2 separate regions of the Arachis hypogaea genome follow, and region 1 is linked to region 2. A link is a contact called in public Hi-C data. All regions are on one chromosome and are shown on one strand. Each heading gives the region's core, a stretch centred on a gene start, on an enhancer-like site or on the middle of the called end of the contact. The rest is flanking DNA. Distances are from core to core; before and after follow the strand shown.

Region 1 (5,232 bases), core at 127-2,626, 44 kb before region 2:
AAAACTCGATTGGCTTCACCTCGGAGGCGGCGAGAACCCAATCTCTTGCTATTAACCTTCCTGGGATTGGGTTCATCATTGACATCATTTTCCAAAGGGCGCTTGCCGTTCTTGATGTCCAAGTCAGGCAGATATGTCATGAAAGGCCACTTGTTTTCTGCCTGGTAGGAGCTGGGAAACAACCTCGGAACCACACAGGAACGGCCGTCCAACATGTCTCTGCAACAACACCACCACCAACCAACAAGCACTCAATCTCAACCCTTCTATCAGATGTCTTTCTTCTTCTTCCACAAAATCAAGAGCCTGTTCAAACATAATCAATCAAATCCAAATCGAATTGAAATTCAATTCAGAACTTCCTAATCCCTTCTTCAAACATAAATGCCCAGAAACGCCAACGGGACAAGTAGCATGATTTCAGATCGGAATCCATTCAAAAACACATTTTTCAATTCCCGTTTACAAAGAAAAGGTTCTCACAAGAGAACAGAGGGATAGAGAGAAAAAAAAAAAGATTGCCTCGTGTAGAACCAAATTTACACACACACAGAGATCCCAGTTACCAAAAACAACTCAAACAAGTAGAACTTCAATTGAACGAAACCAAGTTCAGAGAATCCAAATGTGACACAAGAAATGAATCCAGCATTCTAAAACAGAAGAAGAAGCCAAACAAAATTTTAACTTTGAACAAAAACCCATTAATCATTATCATTATCCGCCAAATGAAGCAACAAAAACACACAAAATTAATTAGATCTCCACGAATCCAAAAGACCAAAGCCTTCAACACATAACAAAGCATGCTAACAAGCTCATTCAAAAGGAAGCTGAAAAAAACACACAGATAGAAAAAGGGAGAAAGAGAGAGAGGGAAACAGATATAGAGAGAGAAACAGAAAGAGGACTTACAAGTCTTAGAAGGTGGATAAGAAGCAAAACAGAAAAAACAACAATAGTACTTGTTGGGCAGCTTTTGCAAATTGAAACTAGAACCTTCAAACTCCCTTGTTTCTCTATCTAAATCTCAAAGTTCACTGTTTTGCATGTACTCTCCACAGACAAACACAAAACAAAGAGAGAGAAAGAGAAAAAGAGCCACTTTCTCTCTCTACACAGTTCTTAAGAGGAAGTTGTTGTTCTTGGTTTTTGGTTGGTCCCTTGTTGCTATAGTCTCTGCAAATCAGATGAATGCAAAACAAGGTTTTTGGTTTTTGGGAGCAAAATCTCAGAACAAAAAAAAGGACCCCCTTATCTCTCTCCTAAATCATAATCTTAATTTATATAATATATAACTAATAATTATATTAAAAATAAAACCAATTACCTTAATTATTCAATTAAATCGATAACTTTGTTCTTGGGGTTGTGCGAAATTTGACGGAGGTGGAGCTGGTGGTGTAGTGGTGGTGGTGGGGCCCGCAAAAGGTTCGCCCGGTGACCGGTAACCGGTAAACGCAGGTGGTGACACGTGTTGACTAGTGAAAGGTTTATTTTCTTTATTTTTTTGGGTTTATCTCGCTGACTCGGAGAACCAAAAAAATAAAAAGGAAAAGAGAGAGAGAGAAAGAGACTCGTCCGTTTACGTTACCCCCACGTCTCTGCGCCGTTGGATTCTTATTCTAAATCATCGGCTGGTCAATTTCTCGTGCATATTTGTGGGGGAGGAATCCTCTGCGACGCGGGTGTTAATGAGGTCGGTTTGGTTGGTTTGTTGGTCAATCATGAAAAATAACGTCCTAGATTTTACCCTTAACCCTCCTTAGATGTGACTTTTGACTGGTCAATTTTTAACTATAATCATCATTGTTATTTGTGTAAACTAATTTTTCCATTTTCATAACAACTCTTCTTTCTAACTTCTAAGTTTATTTGCTAATAAAGTTTTTTTAATTTATTATTTTTTAAGTAAAGAGTTGAAAATTAATTCTCTTATTAATGTAACAATACATTATTAAAGGTATACAAAATTTTATACTGTTAATAGACAAAAATTACATCTAATTAAAAAAATTATGTAAAATTTTATAAAAGTATATATCATGTACAAATTTTGGGTAACAAAGTAATTTAAGGATCATTTTGATTTTTACTCTAAATTTAAGAGACTAAAATAAAACTTACTTGAAAACTTTTTATATGCATACACATCCCAAAAATATGTCAAATATACCCTTTTTTTTCTGAATCTTTTCTTTTCTTTTCACTTCTCTCTAATTAATTTAATAAGACGCTGAGTTAAAAAAAATTAACATTTTTTATTTTTAAATAAATACTTATTTAGAATTAAATATAATTCTGAATATTTCTAATAATAAACACTTTCATACTTTAATTTGAAATATCCTTAACTCCTAGTCAATTAGATGCTTTATAACTCTTGCGATAATAAATAATCAACTTAATTAAATTACTTTTATTAATATCATGAAACATAATTAAATATGTAATTATAAAAAACCTTAAAACATAATATATGTATTTCCACATTTTTAGATGGCTTGCCTATGCTAAGTAAAAGAATACCTGATTAACCGTAAATATTAAAAATAAAGATTAATAAAAAAGAGAGAGAGAGTGTGTGTTTACTTAACTGTTGCGATAATGTTGTTAATTATGGTGATGATTATGATTATTACTACCGAACACGGCTGAATCAATGTTAAGTCAAAAAAGCAGATTTTGCTACGTTTCCAATCTCTGTTTGCGTTTTCGGCTGGGGCTCTTCCTTCCCCTTACCCTCCTTTTCACGCTCTCTTCATCCTTTCCTTTGATGCGACATATATCTATATTGTCTTTTTCTTTTATATAATATAATGTTTTTTTTTTAATAATACTAATATCTCACTGTTTAAGCTGATGCGTTATTTATTTTTCGGTTCATTTCTTGCGTCTACGCGGATGACTAGCCAAGACTCATCACTTGATCTCTTTTTATTAAAATCAACTCATATAAATACTTACCATTTCTGGTGAAATTAAATTAAAACCGTAAAAGTTAAAACTCATAATAATATTTAATTATTTTGCAACAAGTACCATGGTAGAAAGTAACATTATTAAAAGGGAGTTTTAGGTAGATGAGCAACAAATTAGAGGTTGGAGATGTAAGAGATGGGCACGAATCAAAGGAAGAGATTAAAGCCTAAAAATTTTCCACCCTGCAAAGTACTGTGTTGAGATTCCCCTAATCATGTCAAGCTTTTAATTATATTAGTTGCTATAGTCATTACACCCAATCTAATATCTAATCTCGTAGGGTTTCATAGGCCTAACTTTCTTTCTTGCACTTTAGCGCCTATCAGTCTTGAATTACAATCATCATCTTCAACATCATCTCCCTTTTAATTTTGTTGTCTTTCACCTCCGTTTTACGTGACCATCACCACATTCACAGGTGATGGTTTGGTCGGCATGCTATTTGCACCTAATTAATCACACACCTAATTATATTTTACTAGTTATTTGTTAGAAATATAATTATTTAGAATTTGGATCATCTAAAGTTTGAATTTTACTTTAGAGAGTAAAATGTGATCTCTCACCATTTATTTTATAGGTGGGACCAAGAGAAAATATGAGAGAGAAACCATTCAATGGTAGAAAATCACAATTTACCCTCTAAAGTAAAAATTTAAAATTTAGAGGATCCAAATCTAATTATATTTATGTTACTTTTATTTATCAGTTTAAGTTTTTGGAATTATTAATTTTATGATATAGTATCAGAGCTATATATTTTCGAAAGGTCCAAAATTCGATCATTGATGAACTCTAAAAATAACAAAAATAGTATAAGACAAATAAAAAGAAAAAAAAGATGGTGTGATTGAAGTGAGAAGAGTAATTTATAGTATTAAGTTTATAATTACTTATGTATTTTTATTTAACGATTTAAATTTTTTAAATAAAGAGATTATCATATTTAGATTATTGATTTTTATATTTATGATAGAAATTTAAACAATAAATTATGTGACCTTTTAAAACATTTTAGTTTAGCTCATTTATATATTCTTATATAACCTCCTATGATTTATATTATTTGTTTTTATGATTCAATAATGGCTCCAAAAGAAAAGGATTATATAAAAATATATACAAAATACAAAATTTAAAGCAAGAAAGTAAAAATTCACCGAGACTTAGCAACGTTTGTTTCGCATATATAGAACATGCTTGGGTAAAAAAACCTTTAAAAAATTTCATTTAGAAGAACAGTTATTAGTAGTGCATCGTGGTATGGAAGTATAGGATGAAAGGAGTAATTTCTATATACCATATGAAAAATTCTCATTACATAGAAGAATTAGGCTTAACAAAATGTATCATACATGATAAAAATTTAAAAGAAGTCATTAAAAAAATTCAATTAGACTGTCAATATGACCCATTCGAAAACTCTACAATGAACAGAGAAATGAATAGTGATGAGGGCCTTGATAAAATGAGACTGAATTGTTTATTTCTAATCCTGTATTTCCATTGAGTTTTAAAGATATTATCAACAAAATTTAACTTAATCCAATCAAGGAGAGAAAACTCCAACGCGGATGAAAAAGAGAGGTATTAGGAAGAGAGAAGTGAAGGAGAAAAAAAAGTCAATTAGTTAGTTCTAAAAATAAAAAAAAATGAGAACAAATAAAAAAAAAGAGAGCTGTAAAAGAAAATGAGTCTAATAAAAAATAGTTTAACAAAAAAAAGTAAAAATTTAAAAGAAGTGAAAATAATGAAAGAGAGAATAAGAGAATTAATAAAGAAGAGAAGCAAGTCAGATATAAAGTAAGGGGTACTCAATAAAAATAAAGAGGACGAATCCAGAAATAAAACAACCAAAACATGAATTACCAAAAAAAAAAAACCATGGAGAATAGAATTACAACTTGGTCAGACTTATAGTGACGACGAGGTTATTGTAGACTATATCAAGCATGATTTGGATGGAAGGAATACTATGAGAGAAACTAGATTAAGTACTAGATCTAGAAGAAAGAAGAGCGACACAAATTTAGGAATCAGAATTGTTAGGGAATGAAGCTTGGAACAATTTGATGCATATTTGGAGGAGAAAAGGCTTAGCTTAAACAATTTCATCATAGTCTTTTTTAGCGTCAAAATTATGGAGTCTTGTCTTTGTTTTTTAGTTAATAACAAAAATTCGACCTTTTTTATGCCAATGCCATAGACCTGGTTAGATTTTGCCTTGTTGTGGTTGGTTAGGGTTGTGTC
Region 2 (4,958 bases), core at 2,294-4,793:
AGTTAAGATTAATGGTTTAGAATTTATGATTTAAAATTCCAGATAATGAAATAATTTAAAAAATTAGTTAATATTAATTGAAAAATAATTGTTAAAAAGAAAAAGTTCACATATTAAAAATAAATTTTGGTAATGTATGTATAATATTCTATAAGTAAATAAATGATACCTGAATCTATAGTAATTATTTGTAATTAATATTTATCTAATTATAACTGTTAGATTAAGTTATTATTTGAAAAATATAAACAATATTATCTTAATATTATTAAAAAATAATTATATATTTTTTTTAAATGAATAGATATACGGGTCGTGAACTTATTTTTTCGGAGAAAAAGCAATAATGGTATCTGGGAAATAAGTATCGGCTAACTTTGTGCTAGCAACTGCGGTAAGACAGAGGATACAAACGTTATTTAAAATGATTGGACGTAAAGCGTCTATATGTGACTTTTTAAGTTCGTCGTCAAATTCTAGAGCTCAACTCTGGACATGCGATGAAAACTACCAAATTGGAGCACAGTAGACGTTTACCGTATGTACGATAACTGACACACCAGAAGTGCGTCCTTCCTGGTCCTCTCATACTAGGGAGGTCCCTGAGAATAGAACAAAAAACGAGAGGCAACAGTGAAAATTTTTTGTAATGGACGAAAGTCTGACGGAACAATGCCGCAAGGAACCATCACTCAACGGATAAAAATTATTTTAGGAATGACAGGCTGATCTTCCTCAAAAATTCACATCGATGAAAAAGTTTAGTAGAATTGATCCGAATTTAGTAACATCGATACTTAGTTGGTGACTACGGTGTGAACATTATAATTATTGGATTACATACATTTAATTTGTATTAATAATTAAGACCATAATTATTATATAGTATTACTTTGGATGAAAAGCCGTGAGGATAGCTGAAAGTGCTTTATTGATGGATTGTTTTTTGAATTGAGAATTGTGTGTTTGGTCGGGGTTTTAGAAGAGGAGATGAAGCATTAGATTGGAAAGCAACGCGTGTTAGGGATAATGTTCTATTTTTATTATATATATATGGGGAAGGGGTAATGCATAGAACATATATAGTTGAAGTCTTTTACTTTTTCAACCTTTGGATTGGGTAACCTTTTACTTTTGTCTAAATTTTCCTCCCTTCTAGAACCCATGGTCGGCAATCCCAACAATGAATTAGTTTACATTTTTGGTTGTTCAATGGAAGAGCTTCTTGTAATAAACGGAGCCCCACTACTAATGAAGAGAAAAAATAACAATGGTTTGTTCATTGAACTTGCTTTTTCAAGCTTTTGTTTCAAAGTTATGAGTGGCACTAGATCATGGATTTGTTACGTATTAATATACTATTCTATCCTTTGACCTTCAAAACCAAAATTGGTTTTTGGTTGAGAAGATTAGAAGACTTTGTAGGCTTAGGCTGCGTTTATTTTTCAGAATAGGATAAGACACTGATAGATAGAGATATAAAACTTTGTGTTCTTGTATTTTGTTTAGTGATAAAATAGAATAAATTATAAAAATTTAATTTATTTTTATTTTTTTCATTCAAAAAATTTGAGATGAAAAATATAATAATAAAAAATATAATTATAAAAAATTAAATAGAATAATAAAAAAATAAAAAATAAGCTGTGTCTCTTGTTAGTGTTTTTGTGTCATTCCTATTAGGATAGACACAAAATACACTAATTCAGTATCTTTGAACATATTGTTTCTATTTATATCTCTCTTGCCAAACACGATCCTGTATCTCTGTGTCTCTGTCTCAATGTCCTGTCTCTAAACAAACGCAGCCTTAGTTATTAGTTTTGAGTTATTAGTTTTGCTTTTTAGAGCTCAAAATCCTTATATTTTGAAGTGTCTAAAGTTTGAGTATTGATCGTGAGGATAGAATTTTTTAGATTTTACGAATTAAATCAGACTAGTCAAATTTTTAATAATTAAATATAATTAATTGATGAGTTTTAAACTTTTAATTCGTATACTTTGAAAATAAATACTAAGTGCTATCTTCTTTGTATAGAAATATATCTTCTCATATTAAACTTTTATATGGCTTTTATTATGTGTGATTTGTTATATCTACTTAAAAAATGAGACTTAATTAGATAATAAACACAAGTTATATAATGAATAGTAAAAAATTGTATACCTAACTTTTAAACTGAATTGGATTGGTCGATTCCACCCGGTTAATCAATAACTAATTTCTAAATGGATCCGGTTCAAAGTAAAATCCATTTAACAGTGAATTAGTAAAAAATTAAAGAAAAAAAACTAATAAAAAAATTATATGCATCATATGCATTGGTGCTAGCAGTTAGTACTAGCAAGTTCAACCATTTCCTATATCATCAGACACGCAGAAATCAAATGCATCATAATCCCTATCCACAAATAATTTAATTTTGATAGATTATTTATATATAAAATATAATCCTAAAATAGCAGTTAGTACTAGCAAGTTCAACCATTTCCTCCAAATTAAAAGGAAAGTAGTTATAAGGCGCTTTCTATTTCCCAATGAATTGGTGCCACATTATTATAGTTATAGTTGCATATAATATTAAGTATATATGCATCTAATGTGACTAGGCTCTTTGGCCAGAATGATATCACAATTTAGAATCAGATTCGGTTTCTGATCGAGGAATAGAATTGTTTTGTGATTGACAACAAACACATTCATTGCAAGTTCCAAATACCAAATATTTACTAAAGAATATAAACTTCATTTTCATTCGGAGGCATTGGTGGCAACAATTTGATCACAAAAACACTCTTTAAAAATTGGCACATATGCCCTTTTCTTTTTCGTGCACATATGCCTTTATAATAGGAGGAAGAAAAAATATATATATATTCTACATCTATTGGAAAAGAATTTACCCACTTGAATAGCTAGGAATATGCCAATCTATTGTGTCTAGAAAACTTCGAACTTCGAAGGGATAAAGATGGCCATGTAAGATGTATTAAAAGTCTTCTCGTGTGCTTAATGAACAGTTTGTTGGTAACGATTGGCAATTTGATTCCAATGGGTTTAAGTAATCTTTCATTTTTATTTTTTATTTTTTATTTTTTTGTTACACTTGTAAAAAGATCATTTGCTTGTTGATGGAAAAAGGTCATATTACACTCCTATACAATTATTATTATTATTATTATTATGTAGAATTTTTGTATACCTACATACAAGCATGCGTCTCCATATGTGCCAAAAAATTGTAGGTTAGGTACATACAAAAGTCAAGTACAAATAGTTTGCCTTTTCGCCTTTGTTATTCAAGACATGGCGGGTTTATTTATTTATTTATTTATTTTTTGGTTGATTTTTAACGATGATAGCAGATGATTAACAATTTGCAAAGTCGGCACATCACTGAAAGTCTATAGTTTTTTATTGGGAAAATACTTTTGGAACTTTTTATTGGGCAAGTTTATATTTGAGACGTAACTATACTGGTTTAGTGGCCCGTTGAAGCAATTTTTGAACATAGGCCCGTTGGTATCCTACGAAGGAAGATATTTTGTCCAGTGGGCCAAATATATTGGGCCCAGAAGCAAAAATTGTATATGAGAAGACATGGGTTTAACATACACAAGTTCTCAAGTCCAAAAATAAAGAAAAAGAGTTTCAATCCACAATGAATTACTCTTTAATTTATCGAGTTAGGAGATATCGTGACAAAATAAAAAACAAAAATAACAATTGACTTAGCATAAATATTAGTTACTTAGGTTGCTTAACCGTTTTATCTCATATTGAATCCTTTGACTCAACATGAATTGGGTTTTGTAGGTTAAAATGTTCAAACTTTGAACTCAAGCCACACATTATGAAGAACAATTTTCCTAAATTGGCCCTAGCCGTGAACTCAATCCAACATGTATTTGTCTGGTTAGCCTAATTCAATAAACATCATTGGATTTTTTTCATAGTTTTTTAAGAATTCTATAGATTTTTCATGAAAACAAATTTTACATATTAAAATAAATAAATTCACAAAAGTTGAGAACTTCTAGTAAGGAATTTAGGTAACATTTAATTATACATGAAACTTTACATTCAAACCCATTATCCTTAAGGTACCAAGAGATGCTCGGACACAAAGACCACAACCGTTCAACCAAATCCATATGATGATGCCATAATTCGTATAAGGAAATGACCAACACTTAAAAAATAAATAAATAAAGAACACCTAGAGAAACAACAAATAAACATTACCCACATATGTTGCAAGTGGGATGCATGAACTGTTCATAAATCACGACTTAGATTGTGTGTGTTTTTTGTTGGATTCAGACAAAAATAAACCTACGTTTCACAGTTGTGCAACTTTGAACTTAGCATATAGCTCTGTTTCAGATGTAGGCCATGCATGAATGTTTTTGGTCACTGGGAACATGAATGGCCTCAGGGCTTTGCTGGATGTCCCTCTTGTGTTGTGTTTCATCTTTTTCTATCATTTGCGTTACAAGGAAGCATGCTTGCATGCAAATATAATTAACTCCGAGAAGTGCTAAAGTGCAGCAGATTTTGTCATTTGTAGTTATTAATTAATCATTATAAATGTTTTTAATGGTGTAAAATTATCTCTGATGGTGTGGGATTACTCTTTTTTTTATGGTTAAGTGCTAGTTTCCCTAGATTTTCTCTTTAACTCATCAATTATTATTTTATGGGAAAGTATGAGGAACTAACGAAATACTTGTACAATATGTACAATATAGGTTTATGCAGTATTAGAGATATAATCATTAGTGTTACTTTTTTCTATCAGTTGAAACTTTTGGAGAACTTAACCATAAAAAAAGTTAGTAATCCCACACCATTAGATAAAATCTCATACCATTAAAAATATCAATAATAATTAATTAATGGCTGCAATTCACAAAACTTACTAACCTCCTGACACTGTTTTTTTTTTTCTTAAGGT

Evidence for each region. A called contact is a pair of places that touch in the nucleus more often than the background predicts.
Region 1: a contact with region 2 is called in a Hi-C map of leaf, with 4 times the contacts expected there. The contact joins the promoter of LOC112791915 here to the enhancer-like site in region 2. A contact is called at or near these places in 3 of 8 Hi-C or Micro-C datasets (leaf and an unstated tissue).

What each region holds. Positions count from the first base shown.
Region 1 is chr13:137,086,775-137,092,006 of arahy.Tifrunner.gnm2.J5K5, reverse strand. It overlaps LOC112791915 (F-box/kelch-repeat protein SKIP11), which reads right to left and starts at 1,376. Exons shown (of 2, transcript XM_025834948.3): 1 at 916-1,376; 2 at 1-306. The coding sequence starts at 215.
Region 2 is chr13:137,045,581-137,050,538 of arahy.Tifrunner.gnm2.J5K5, reverse strand. No RefSeq gene overlaps it. Among protein-coding and RNA genes, the nearest start is that of LOC112771534, 15 kb to the right of the region's middle. Within about 2 kb of position 3,543, at least 3 of the 3 cell types and tissues checked have open chromatin away from gene starts, as enhancers often do.